2 separate regions of the Sus scrofa genome follow, and region 1 is linked to region 2. The links are chromatin contacts, called in public HiChIP or PLAC-seq maps. All regions are on one chromosome and are shown on one strand. Each heading gives the region's core, a stretch centred on a gene start, on an enhancer-like site or on the middle of the called end of the contact. The rest is flanking DNA. Distances are from core to core; before and after follow the strand shown.

What was found. HiChIP or PLAC-seq counts read pairs in DNA pulled down with a chosen protein or histone mark.
Region 1: a contact with region 2 is called in an H3K27ac HiChIP or PLAC-seq map of alveolar macrophages. The contact joins the promoter of SNX11 here to the promoter of CDK5RAP3 in region 2. A contact is called at or near these places in 1 of 5 promoter capture datasets (fetal skeletal muscle), 7 of 47 Hi-C or Micro-C datasets (embryonic fibroblasts, epiblast stem cells, fetal skeletal muscle and 4 more) and 1 of 2 datasets of contacts at active chromatin or transcription factors (alveolar macrophages).

The regions. Positions count from the first base shown.
Region 1 is chr12:24,345,884-24,352,744 of Sscrofa11.1, reverse strand. SNX11 (sorting nexin-11) reads right to left here and starts at 1,465. Exons shown (of 7, transcript XM_021067103.1): 1 at 1,301-1,465. It overlaps CBX1 (chromobox protein homolog 1), which reads left to right and starts at 1,688. Exons shown (of 5, transcript XM_021067108.1): 1 at 1,688-1,924.
Region 2 is chr12:24,221,372-24,227,946 of Sscrofa11.1, reverse strand. It overlaps CDK5RAP3 (CDK5 regulatory subunit-associated protein 3), which reads right to left and starts at 3,685. Exons shown (of 14, transcript XM_021067091.1): 1 at 3,560-3,685; 2 at 3,291-3,336; 3 at 1,091-1,222; 4 at 708-808; 5 at 43-91. The coding sequence starts at 3,565.

The sequences.
Region 1 (6,861 bases), core at 216-2,715, 130 kb before region 2:
TCACTCTCAGGCTCAAGAAGAGTTTGCCTAGGACTCTGAACCACCTCCAAAAGCAAGTTCCCCTCCTTTCCTTTGGGAATCATACCACTTAGAAACTAAAAGCTATAAACTGGCTTTAAAAATCCTAGGATCTCCAAGATGGTATAAACTTAAGTCTAAGTTCACAAAGCACTAAGAAAGTTTCAATGGTAACTTTCCTTAGAAACAACGGGGCCACAAAAACCTAGACTTCAAGTAATAATTTTCAGCAACTACTATTCTCCATCAGCTTCCTCCCTGTGCACTCCTTAGGAGGAAATAAAGCTCATTTCAGCCCTTGGAGGGAAGAAGGAAGTTCTTAATTTTAGCTCCATGATCTAGGAGATGGATCCATGTGTCATCTGACTAAGTATAGTTTCAGCTACTTACTTGGCACCAGCACCAGGAAGTGTAGCTTCCTGCGACCCTACAATCACATTTGAAGTTTTCCTTTGCTTTTCCCAGGACCTCCAAGGAAAACCCAGTTTGTTTATAGGGTAGATTCCTTGTAAAGCTTTCCAATGCCTCAACAATTCAAGGTAGCAATTCAAGGCTTTAACTCCACCATTTTCCCTCAGATTTAAACTACTTCAAGAGACAGGTTAAGAAAAAAAAATCAGGTGATAAAAAGTATACTGAGCCACCAAGACGCTCATCCTTGCTTACTCAGCCTTCAGCTCTTGGTGCCAGATGGCAACTCAAAAACTCTGCTTCGGAGAAACACTCACAGGTGGTAGAAGGAGCTCTCCTGTCTGACCAAGCTCTGCCTGTTCTCAACCAAGCAGCTATGCTCCATCTTTTGGTGATCTGCAACTTGCCACTCTCTCCACTTGCAAGCTGAGACACAAAGGCGACCACAATCTAGTGCAAGAGTCTTCTGGGTCCTCGTAAAATATGTGTCATTAGTCTTAGTCCTAGCGTTTGGCTAAAAGTCTCCAAACTTTTACTCCGGCCACACCCCCTGTGTTCCTAACGAACTAGGAGCAAAAAAGGCCACATAGTCCTTACTCCCTTTTGCCTACTAAGCCTGAGGAGTGGGAAGGAAAGATGCTTTACACTTTATAAATAAGTGGAAAAGCCGGTTTCCTTCCTCGGATACTGAGCTAGCCCTGCCTTCATCTCTGGAGAGGAGTCGGTTCCTTCCTCAGGATGTCCAGCAAGGTCCCCACCCTAAGCGCCACTGCTGACGCTCAAGCCTGCAGGCCTTACCTAAGACCAGAGCCCACGCCCCTTCACCTGACAGCAGCACCCACTCCCCGCGGACCCGCCCACTCCCCCTCACCTGAAAGCAGCGCCCACTCCCCACAACGACACCGCTGACAGCCCAACATATAGTCAGAGTCCCGGCTTCTCCTTCCGGGTGAGCTGCCGGCGCCCCGATGCACGACGGGAGAAAGTTGCCGGCGCGCCAATCCCGGGTGCCCAGACGCCCCGCCCCGCAGGCCCGGGCTCTCAGTGGCAGCCTCGCCCCGGCGGTGCGCTCCGCCCAGCGCTGGCCACTGCTGGAGTAGCTATTCCTACCTCTCCCCTGGGAGGCTGCAGGGTGGACGTGGGCGTGGGGAGACAAGAGGCTCTGACGTCCAATCCAGAGCCGCATCCCACCCATCGTTGTCAGGCCCAGCCAATCAGTGGCCAAGGAACAACCCCGAAACATCCCAAAGTGGGTCCCGGGGCAGAGTGTGAAGGGATGATCAGCGGTCTAGAGTGTGGCAGAGTCCAAAGCGTGGGAACCTCGCTGAGCCTGGGCGAGTCCCCATGTGAACCCTGGCTCCAGTTCCCCGGCTTTACCAAGGAAACACCAACTCAGATTCGAAGACCAGATTGTCGGAGCGAAAACCGGCTGAGGACTTTGCAGCAAACACCGGTTTCACTTGCGGAGCAAGCCCTAGGAAAGATCGTCCAGCCAGTTAGTAAGAAAGAAAAATACATTGACTACGATGTTTATGTTGTTGAAATGCCTTTTAACTATCTGCTTAAAAATAATTTTAGAAAAGCTAATATCAAGGGAAAAGTTGCAGTCGCAAATACGAGCTCTGGAGTTTAAAGACCTGGGTACAATGACCAGCACTACGCTGACCGTGTGATCTTAAATCTTTATGTCTTAAGTTCCTCTTCTGTAAGGTGGAGAAATCTCATAAGGTAAGGTCCACGTACCCCAAAGCAGCTTTTCTCAAACTTGTTGGTCTCAGGATCCCTTTACATTCTTACAAATATTTAAGGACCCCAAAGAGCTTTTGTTTATGTGGGATGTTCACCGGATTAGAAATTAAAACTGAGAAATTAGAAAAACGTATCTATTCACCTAAAACTAATAACAAACCATTACATGTGAACGTAATTTATTTTATGAAATATAACTACACTTTCCAAAACCCAAAAAAATTATCGAGTAGAATGTTATTCTATTACCATTTTGCAAATCTCTTTCATGTTTGGCATAATAGAAGACAGCTGAATTCTTGTATTAGCTTCCCCATTCTCTCTTGTGATTTTGTTTTGGACTAGGAAATGAAGAAAATCTGGTCTTACACAGGTACATAGATGACAAGGGAGAAGTATCTTTAGCCTTCGATAATTGTGGATACTCTTATTGTATACTAGCAAAACTCATCAAATTGTAATTTTTTTTTCTTTTTCTTTTTTGGCCTCACCCACAACATGTGGAAGTTCCCCAGGCCAGGGATCAAACCATTGCCACAGAAGCAATTGGGGCCACTACAGTGACACACCAGGCCCTTAACCCACTGCTCCACAAGGGAACTCTAAATGGTAGTTTCTTTAAGGTTAGTTGCAATGGGAAATCTGAAACCATTTGGAAAATACTGGTTTTCTGAGTAATGTAGATCTTCCAAATATTAATGTATTTCACTTTTCAGTTTTTTTTTTTTTTTGTCTTTTTGCCATTTCTTGGGCCGCTCCCTCGGCATATGGAGGTTCCCAGGCTAGGGGTCGAATCGGAGCTGTAGCTGCCAGCCTACACCAGAGCCACAGCAACGCAGGATCCGAGCCATGTCTGTGACCTACACCACAGCTCATGGCAACGCCGGATCATTAACCCACTGAGCAAGGGCAGGGATCGAACCCGCAACCTCATGGTTCCTAGTCAGATTCATTAACCACTGCGCCACCACGGGAATTCCACTTTTCAGTATTTTAAATATCACGTTTATTAAAATGTGATTAAAAATCACATTTAAGGGGTTCCCGTCATGGTGGCACAGTGGAAACGAATCTGACTAGGAACCATGAGGTTGTGGGTTCAATCTCTGGCCTCACTCAGTGGGTTAAGGATCTGGTGTTGCTGTGAACTGTGGTGTAGGCTGGCAACTAGCTCCGATTGGACCCCTAGCCTGGGAACCTCCACATGCCGCGAGTGCGACCCCTAAAAGCCAAAAAAAAAAAAAAGTCACATTTATTAAAAGCATCACTGAATTCATCAGTCTTGCAAAGTTGCCATCAAGCTCACTGGTGAATACTTCATTTTCCTATAATGGCAGAAAAGTTTTCCCTTCTTTTCTAGGTTCTTTGGCTGAAGTAAGACAAATTAACAGGAGAAAAAACAATTTTGTACTTAGAGGAGCCCCATAAAAATGATACCCAAGGGCAAGTTAGGCAGTGGAGACTCATATGCCATCTTGAGCTGAAGACTGGGCTAGGAGCCTGGGGCTTCAAAGTAGGGTAGGGCAATTCACAGGACTAGAAGGAGAGCAGGTGTTTGGTAATTAGAAGTTTGCCCAGGAAGTTCCCTTGTGGCACAGTGGGTTAAGGATCCAGCGTTGCCTCAGCTCTGGCACAGGCAGCAACTGCAGTACAGGTTTGATCCCTGACCCAGGAACTTCCACATGCCACAGATGAAGGGAAAAAAAAAAGTTTGCCTAGTCATCCTGATAAGTCGTTCAGATAAAAAAAGTTATCTCTGGTAGTAGCTCTTTTTCTGGTACAAGTCCCCTGCCTCCATTCTTTAAGATAGTTAGGGAGAAGTGAAAGTTTTCCCTGGAGTTCCTCTTGTGGCTCAGTGGGTTAAGAACCTGACACAGTGTCAGCGAGGATGCAGGTTCAATCCCTGGCCTCACTCAATGGGTTAAGGATCCAGCATTGCCACAAGCTGTGGTGTAGGTCCCAGATGCGGCTCAGATCTGACGTTGCTGTGGCTGCAGCGTAGGCAGCTGCAGCTCCAATTCCCTAGCCTGAAAACTAGGGAAAAGAAAAGACAAAGACCAAGTCACACAACAAATAAAAAAAGAACTCAGAGGGAACAAGTTCTGCAGCTCCTTTTTGACCCTTGACCCTGGAACTTCCATATGCCACAGGTTAGGTCCTAAAAATAAAAAAAAAAAAGAAAGAAAGAAAAGTTTTCCCTAAGTCTGCTACTGCGTTCAGCTCAAAATAATCCACATGCCAAAGTGCCATATTTAGGGGTGGCATATTCTGCCTCACCACATCTTCCAAATTTATAATTTTTGCTTGAAAGCTCTCTATCTCTCTCTGTTTTTTTTGGTCTTTTTAGGGCCCCACTCTTGGCATATAGAGGTTCCCAGGCTAGGGGTCCAATTGGAGCTGTAGCTACTGGCCTACACCACAGCCACAGCAACGCCAGATCCCAGCCTCATCTGTGACTTACACCATAGCTCACAGCAACACCAGATCCTTAACCCACTGAGTGAGGCCAGGGATCGAACCTGCGTCCTTGTGGATACTAATCAGATTCGTTTCTGCTGAGCCACGATTGGAACTCCAAAAGCTCAAATTTTGTCATGGGCAAAAATACTTTCTTTCAATCATTTTCCTCTAAGTCGCAGGTTCACTTTGTTCAGATATCCAAGTCAAATAACCACAATTTTTCTTTCAAATAAAAGTGGTATTCTAGGAGTTCTCGTCATGGCTCAGTGGAAATGAATCTGACTAGCATCCATGAAGACGCAGGTTCGATCCCTGGCCTCGCTCAGTGAGTTAAGGATCTGGCATTGTTGTGAGCTGTAATGTGGGTCACAGATCCTTCGTCGTTGTGGCTGTGGTGTAGGCCAGAGGCTACAGCTCTGATTCAACCCCTTGCCTGGGAACCTCCACATGCCTCAGGTGTGGCCCTAAAAAGACAAAAAAAAAATGCTATTCTTAAAAAAAAAACAGCTTGTTCAGCTCATACATGTCAATTTCATAACCATACACTTCAGTAATTAGCAGAGTGCTTCATGTATATCTCCCATTTCATCACATAGAACATTAAAAACACATGTACTTTAGAATGTATATATTTATTTGACTGAGTCATTTTTCTGTACAGCAGAAATTGGCACAACATTGTAAGATAACTATAATAAATAAATTTTCTCCTCCCCCCCACCCCCAGTATATGGAGTTCCCAAACCAGGGATCAGATCCGAGCTGCAGTCTTCACCTAAACCACAGCTTTAGCAATGCTAGATCCTTAACCCATTGTGCTGGACTGGGGATTGAACCTGTGTCCCAGCGCTCCCAAGACACCGCCAATCCTGTTGCACCATAGCAGGAACTCAAAAAAATTTTTTTTATTTTTTAACTTTATATTTTTATTGCCTTTTTAGGGCCGCACCTGCGGCATATGGAGGTTCCCAAGCTAAGGGTCAAATCGGAGCTGTAGCTTCTGGCCTACACCACAGCCACAGCAGCACAGGATCCAAGCCATATATTCAGACTACACTGCAGCTTGTGGCAATGCTGGATTCTTAATCCACTGAATGATTTCAAGGATGAAACCCTCATACTCATTGATAATAGTCGGGTTCTTAACCCACTGAGCTACAACAGGAACTCTGTCTCTAGTTTTTTTTTTTGGCCACGCCTCTGCATATGGAGTTCCTGGGCCAGGGATCAGATCCAAGCCACAGTTGCTACCTGTGCCACCACTGCAGCAACACCAGATCTTTTAACCCACTGTTCTGGGCTTAGGATCGAACTTACATCCTGGCACTGAAGAGATTGCTGCCAATCCTTTTGCTCCATAGCCGGAACTCTTTGCTCTTTTTTGTTTGTTTCCTTTGGGTTTTTTTCGTTTTTGTTTTTTAGGGCCACACCTGCAGCAGATGGAAGTTCCCAGTCTAGGGATTGAATTGGAGCTGCAGCTGCCGGCTACACCATAGCCACATCTGCAACCTACACCACAGCTTATGGCAACACCTGACCTTAACTCCTTGATGTAGTGCCGCATCCGCCTGGGTACTAATCGGGTTCCTAACCCGATGAGCCACAATGGAACTCCCCTAACTTATTTTTCAACAATAATTTCTAACACTTGATAATGGGGCCAATCCTTTTCATACTTGAAATGCTAGCAAATCATCACACTCCAAGCCGTGATCCCTTCACTTGCGAAAACCAATCAATCAATGTCAGGTCTATGGATGTATGATGATTTGCAAAGTCTTGAGTCCAGTTACTACAGAGAAGCCACATGAGCATCAGACTGACCAGGGAAGATAAGAGAGAGAGCTCTTACGTATATTTGCCTTTTAAAAGAGAATGCTTGGGGGAGTTCCCGTCGTGGCGCAGTGGTTAACGAATCCGACTAGGAACCATGAGGTTGCGGGTTCGGTCCCTGCCCTTGCTCAGTGGGTTAACGATCCGGCGTTGCCGTGAGCTGTGGTGTAGGTTGCAGACGCGGCTCGGATCCCGCGTTGCTGTGGCTCTGGCGTAGGCCGGTGGCTACAGCTCCGATTCAACCCCTAGCCTGGGAACCTCCATATGCCGCGGGAGCGGCCCAAGAAATAGCAACAATAACAACAACAACAACAACAAAGACAAAAAGACAAAAAACAAACAAACAAACAAACAAACAAACAAACAAACAAAAAAAAAAAAAAAAAAAAA
Region 2 (6,575 bases), core at 2,436-4,935:
GCTTCCCCGGGACGCTGGGACTCCCGGGCTGGGCCACCTTACCTAGGTAGGTGTTGTCCTTCTCATACAAGGCTACGATCTCCTGCCAATCCTAAGGAAAGAAAGAGGAAGTGAGCCAGAACAGTGCTCAGCAGCCACATCCTAGCTCAATTCCCCAACAGAGGAGGCTCGCCCAGTGTCCGTAGAGCATCGGATGCAAACTCCAGAGTTCCTGTCGTGGCTCAGGGGAAATGAATCTGACTAGCATCCATGAGGACGCAGGTTCAATCTCTGGCCTCACTCAGTGGGTTAAGGATCCGGTGTTGCCGTGAGCTGTGATGTAGGTGGCAGACGTGGCTCAGATCTGGCATTGCTGTGGCTGAGGTGGAGGACAGAGGCTACAGCTCCAGTGTGGCCCCTGGCCTGGGAGCCTCCATATGCCATGGGTGCAGCCCTAAAAAGACAAAAGGACAAAAACAAAAAAACCCTGCAAACTCCGTGCCTCTTTCACAACACTGGCTGGACCACCCACTTTAAGACTATGGTGCCAAAGAGCAACTCCCAAGGCGGTAGGTCTGAAAGCGTAAACCCAGGGCTAGGATCTACTTTGGGCATAAACCATTCGGATGGAGGGAAAGTTGGGGGAAAAGTCCAAGGAGGCATCTCCACTGGATCCTCAGCAAGACCAGATGGGCTCTGACCCCGGGGTCACCATCGCCCACACTTGCCTTCATCCGCTGTGAAGAGTACCGGCCAAAAATATTTTTGGTGGAGGCTTCGGTGCCTTTGAGAAGCTCCACAATCCTTAGGCAGTGGAAGTAGTGAATGTCTGGAAAGCAAGGAGGGGCAAAGACTTTGCGAACTGCCGTCTCTTCCCCACCCACTCTGGCCAACGCACACGGAGGACTCCTGTATGTGCCAGGAACGTTAGCGGGCGTAGCGCTCCCCTTCATCATTTCGTGTGGGGAGGAACCAGCATCTGTACCCCAAACAAAACTCTCCTTTTCTTTAGGGCTCAGCCCTATGGCTCAGCAAAAGGGAGCAACTCAACAGACACATGCCACCCTGGGAAAGAGGGGGGGGTCCAGGAACGTAGCCCCAAAGCGCTCACAGGATCCAGAGAGCAGCTGGGCGATCTCTTCGCTCTCTGGCATGTCCTGGATGGCAGCGTTGATCTTCTCTCGGATGGTCAACACCTGACTCTGCCATTTCAGGTTGCAGTGCCTTCTGTCCACCAGCCAGTCTATGTGAGAAAAACCCCAGTCACAGCATGCCCATCCACGTGGCCAAGATGCCACCACTGATTCAAACAAACTACCCTAAGACATGGGCTAAAAGCTGTATTCATACTGGTTAAGGTGTGGAGGTCACAGGAAGATGGGAATGAAGACAGGCCCAAAGGGATGCTTGGGGCTAAACAGATTCCAAAACCTGACTTTATCCGCAGTGTGACTTTTATAGAGCAGTTGCCTTGACAACAGGATAAAGAAAAACTTGAGGAGTTCCCGTTGTGGCTCAGTGGTAAGGAACCTGACTAGTTCCCATGAAAAATCAGGTTCCATCCCTGGCCCCACTCAGTGGGTTAAGGATCTAGTGTTGCTGTAAGCTGTGGCATAGGTTGCAGGCAATGCTGTAACTATAGCTCTAATGAGATCCCTAGCCTGGGAACGTTCATATGCCACATGTGAGGCTCTTAAAAAAAAAAAAGAAAAAGAAAAATTTTAAATTGGTCTTGCCATCAGTGACATTTTGGGAGTTCCTGTCATGGCTCAGGGATAACAAACCCAACTAATATCCATGAAGACACAGGTTCGATCCCTGGCCCCGCTTAACTAGTGGGTTAAGGATCCAGTATTGCCGTGAGCTGTGGTGTAGGCCGGCAGCCACAGCTCCAATTAGACCCCTAGCCTGGGAACCCTCATATGCCACAGGTGTGGCCAAAGAAACCAAAAACCAAACCAAAACAAAAAAATGTGCCACTTTGGGCCACTCTAAACTCTCCATAATATTTTTGCTTCCATGAGTGATTGTATCTTTCCTATCAACAGAGGTTGCTATTTAACTTCCACTTCCTCAGGGCTGGGATTAACCATGACAAAAAAAAAAATACAATATGGTTATGCCAAACCAGATGAATGAAGAACTGCAAAGCCCCTAACACCTATAGTGTCCTAAGGACTAAATAACAGCAGTCTAATCATACCAGTGAAGTACCATCCTGCACATATGAATACTAAGGTAACTGACCTCCTAGATTCTGGGCCCAGATTCGTGTTTTTAGTAGCGGGTATAGGTGGATGACAGCCAAGCACATTTCTTCAGTAGGCAGGAGCTAAGAGCTAGACTCTGGGGTCAGATGGACTTGGCTGCTATTTAGCAACTTTCTTGGGCAAAGTCCCTCAATCGCTCTGTGCCTCAGTTTCCCTACATGTAAAATGAAGATGCTAGAGACACTGAGTACAAAGGGGAATGAAGGTAAAACACCTAGCACATGGCAAGGGCTCAATGAATGGTGGTGATCTTCATGTTCATAACATCAAGCACACAAAACAGCACCTGGTAGAGCGCAAACCCTCGATACACAGTTGTTGTCTCATCAGTCCCTTTCACAAACAATAACAAGCACATACATCAAGAGCATACATGTGCCGGAGTTTCCGTTGTGGCGCAGCCAAAACAAATCCGACTAGGAACCATGAGGTTGTGGGTTCGATCCCTGACCTCACTCAGTGAGTTAAGGATCCGGTGTTGGCATGAGCTGTGGTGTAGGCTGCAGACGTGGCTCGGATCTGGCGTTGCTGTGGCTGTGGTGTAGGCTGGCAGCTGTAGCTCGGATTGGACCCCTAGCCTGGGAACCTCCACATGCCATTCAAACGGCCCTCAAAAAAAAAAAAAAAAAAAAAAAGGAAAATAGTAAAAATAAAAAAGGAGAGAAAGCTTTTTTTTCTGGCATAATACAAAAAGCATAGATGCTGGTGCCTGACAGACTTAGGTTCTAATTTCAGATCTGACATCTCAGTAGGTGACCATCTTCAAGGTAAGCCCTTCGCCTCTCTGCGCCTGAATGATCTGATTGGCAACACATGTTACAAACGTTAAGGTAGAAGACGCAGATTGAGTACAGACTTTATGAACGGTTCCTTCCTGCTCCTCTTAGCGAGGCAGGTCTGGGCACAGACGCGGGCACAGAGCAGGGCGAGCGGTCAGCGTCTGAACAGGGACCTTGGGATGTCTGGGCTCCAGCTGTTGGTGATGGGGCAAAGGGCCAGGCCTCCCCCTGACAGCCGGTTGAGCGGGGTGACCCCTCCTACCGAGCAGCTTGCTGGTCTGGATGTCGATGGGCACGTGCTGATGGTCCTAGCGGGAAAGATCGCGGGGGAACCGGGCGTGAGCGCTGGAAGGGAACCTGCCGCTTGCTCCATTTCGCCCGCGCAACCGCCACCCTGCGGAGCCACCACGCAGGAGTCGGGGAGGGCTGAGCCCATGAGAGAGCCGGGGAAGCAGATCAGGGAAGGATGGGCTGAACTGAGTCCAGGGGTCCCAAACCAGCCCCCCATTTTTCCAACTCCTGTCTTCAAACCTGCATCTTTCCTCCACTTCCGCTTCCGGCCAGCGACCGGGGCCCGCCCCGCCTACCACCAATCCAGATCTAGCGTGGCCGAGCTTCAGTTTAGGCACAGACAGGGCTGCTCCGGCCACGTCACCGCCTTCCTCTGAGCCAATCGGGGCGCGCACACCACCGGCCTCAAGCCCCACCCACCCCGGGGCTCCGAGTGGCTGAGCCCGGGAGGGGCGGGAGAAGAGGAGACGGCCAATAGGAGACGCGAGGCGGGCTCACGGCCAGGGAAGGGTGGGGGAGTCAGGAAAGGGCTGCAGCGGCGTCGCGATCCCAGTAGGCGGCGCTCTAGAGCGGCTCCAGGCGCTTCCGGCCAACAAGACAAGGAAGCCTCCCGGCAAGGAAGCCTCCCCGCAACATTAACGCGTCTGCGGGCAGGGTCCTAGCGCCGCCCAGGGTGACCCGGAGGCTGTTGCAAATCCCTTGCCGTCTTGCCTTGCTTTACTGTCCATCGATGGTTTGTAGGTCTCTTGTGCCACGTGTCGCACATTGCTTTCTCCTTCAGTTCATCAAATAGACAACTGTTGGGCAGCTGCTGCTTGTGTGGTTAGGGCTGATAACGGGAGGGAGGGAGGAAGTTCAAGGGAGGCTTGTTATCCCAAAGATAACACCTAAATTGAGTGTTAAAAGAAGAGCTGCAGAAAGGGTGATGTGGGAGGGGTGTTCTGGGTGGAGGAGACTATGCAGGCCACAAACCATAAGAGGGGTGCAGGGGACAACAAACAGGCAAGACGGGCAAAATGATTGTCAGCGACCAGAGCAAAATGAAAATGCAGAGCCCCTTGTTTAAAAATATAGACAATTTTCCAGCGTTGTTGTGAGCTGTGGTGTAGGTCGCAGACGTGGACTCAGATCTGGCGTTGCTGTGGCTCTGGCGCAGGCCAGCAGCAACAGCTCCGATTCGACCCCTAGCCTGGGAACCTCCATATACCGCTGGAGCGGCCCCAGAAAAGGCAAAAAGCCAAAAAAAAAAAAAAGAAAAGAAAAGAAAAAGAAAGATATATATATATATAGACAATTTCAAGAGGGCACAGCTTAGGTCTCACACTCGGGAAGGCAGCCCCCCAGGCAGCCCATCCCCTGTGCAGTGAAATGTTTGAGGCATGGGGTGGCTGGAGAAAAAAGCCTGTGAGGGGCATATCAAAAGATCTCAGGAAGCAACTTGTACTTCCCCCCTGCAGAAAGAGAAGAACCACTGGAGGGTTTTAAGGGTTTGAGGCTTGAGGCAGGGAGGAACGTATACAGGTTGGCTGCACAGAAGATGGATTTGTGGGAGATAAGACTGGGAAACTGTCAGGAGGTTATTAGACAGGAGTTCAGGGTTCACCTGGGACAGAGGCACTAGGAGGAAGAGAAGGCTGGATTTGAGATGTTTTGGAGGAAAATGGCAGTTGATTGGCTGTGTGGGTTTGGGGACTGGAACAGCAAGGATGACACAGAGGCAGAGTTCCTGTCGTGACACAGCAGAAACGAATCCGACTAGGAACCATGAAGTTGTGGGTTCAATCCCTGGCCTCGCTCAGTGGATTAAGGATCTGGCATTACTGTGAGCTGTGGTGTAGGTTGCAGACACTGTTCGGATCCTGTGTTGCTCCGTCTGTGGCATGGGCTGGCAGCTGCAGCTCTGATTTGACCCCTGGCCTGGGAACCTCCATATGCCGCAGGTGTAGCCCTAAAAAGAAAAAAAAAAAAAAAGAAGATGACACAGAGGTGGTTGGATGGGAGTGCCCCCACCTAGGACAGGGATGCAGGATGCTGAGCAGGAGTTGAGGAGGGTACCTCAGCTTTTAAATTGTGGGGCTAGTGGCCCTGGGAGACCCCCAGGTGAGAAAGTGGGCAAGAGGCGCTTGGGTTGGCAGCTTTGGAGTTCAGGGACTGGGGCCACAGCTTTGGAGAGCCACAGGCTGACAGATTTGTGGTCCAGGTGGTGGCTGAAGCTGGGAGAGGGTGTGAGACTGGGCAAGAGGCGTGTAGGCTGAGGAGAGAGGGTGGGCTGAGGATCTCACAGGGCTGGGTGTGCAATTTGCACCCCCCACCCCTTTCCAGGTTGTTAACTCCTCCAGGAGGCTCTGCCTGGGTTTTTCTAAATGACTCCCCTCCCCCTCTTTGCCCCGAGCATCACTTGGGGCTCAGTAAGTTGGGTTTTTTTTTTTTTTTTTTTGGTTTTGGGGTTTTTTTAGGGCCACACGTGTGGCATATGGAGGTTCCCAGGCTAGGTGGTCAAATCAGAGCTATAGCTGCTGGGCTACACCACAGCCACAGCAACACTAAATAGGAGCCATGCCTACAACCTACACCATAGGTTATGGGGACGATGGGTCCTTAACCCACTGAGTCAGGCCAGGGATTGAACCCACCTCCTCATGGATACTAGTTGGGTTTTTTTTTTTTTTTCTTGTCTTTTTTGCTATTTCTTGGGTTGCTCCTGCGTCATATGGAGGTTCCCAGGCTAGGGGTCCAATCGGAGCTGTAGCCTCTGGCCTACGCCAGAGCTACAGCAACGTGGGATCCGAGCTGCCTCTGTAACCCACACCACAGCTCACGGCAACGCCGGATCGTCAACACACTGAGCAAGGGCAGGGACCAAACCCGCAACCTCATGGTTCCTAGTCGGATTCGTTAACCACTGTGCCACCACGGGAACTCCTAGTTGGATTTGTTTTTGCTGAGCCACCACGGGTACTCCTCAGTAAGTTTTTTATCAAACTGCGTGATGGGATAGGCACTGAGAAGACCTAGATTCCTGCCCAGTGAGATCCTGGACCATTTCCATAAGCTCTCTGCCAGCCATGGTTTCCTCAATGGGGATAACACCTATCCTGACCATCTCAGGGTATTTTCTGTTCGCAGCCCTAAATAAATAAACATGCTAGATGCACATAACTCTTGGCAGTTTACAACATGCTTTCGTATATTTTCTCATTATTTGCAAACTCTGTGTGTGTGTAATAATGCGTTAATCATTATTGCTGTAGAATAG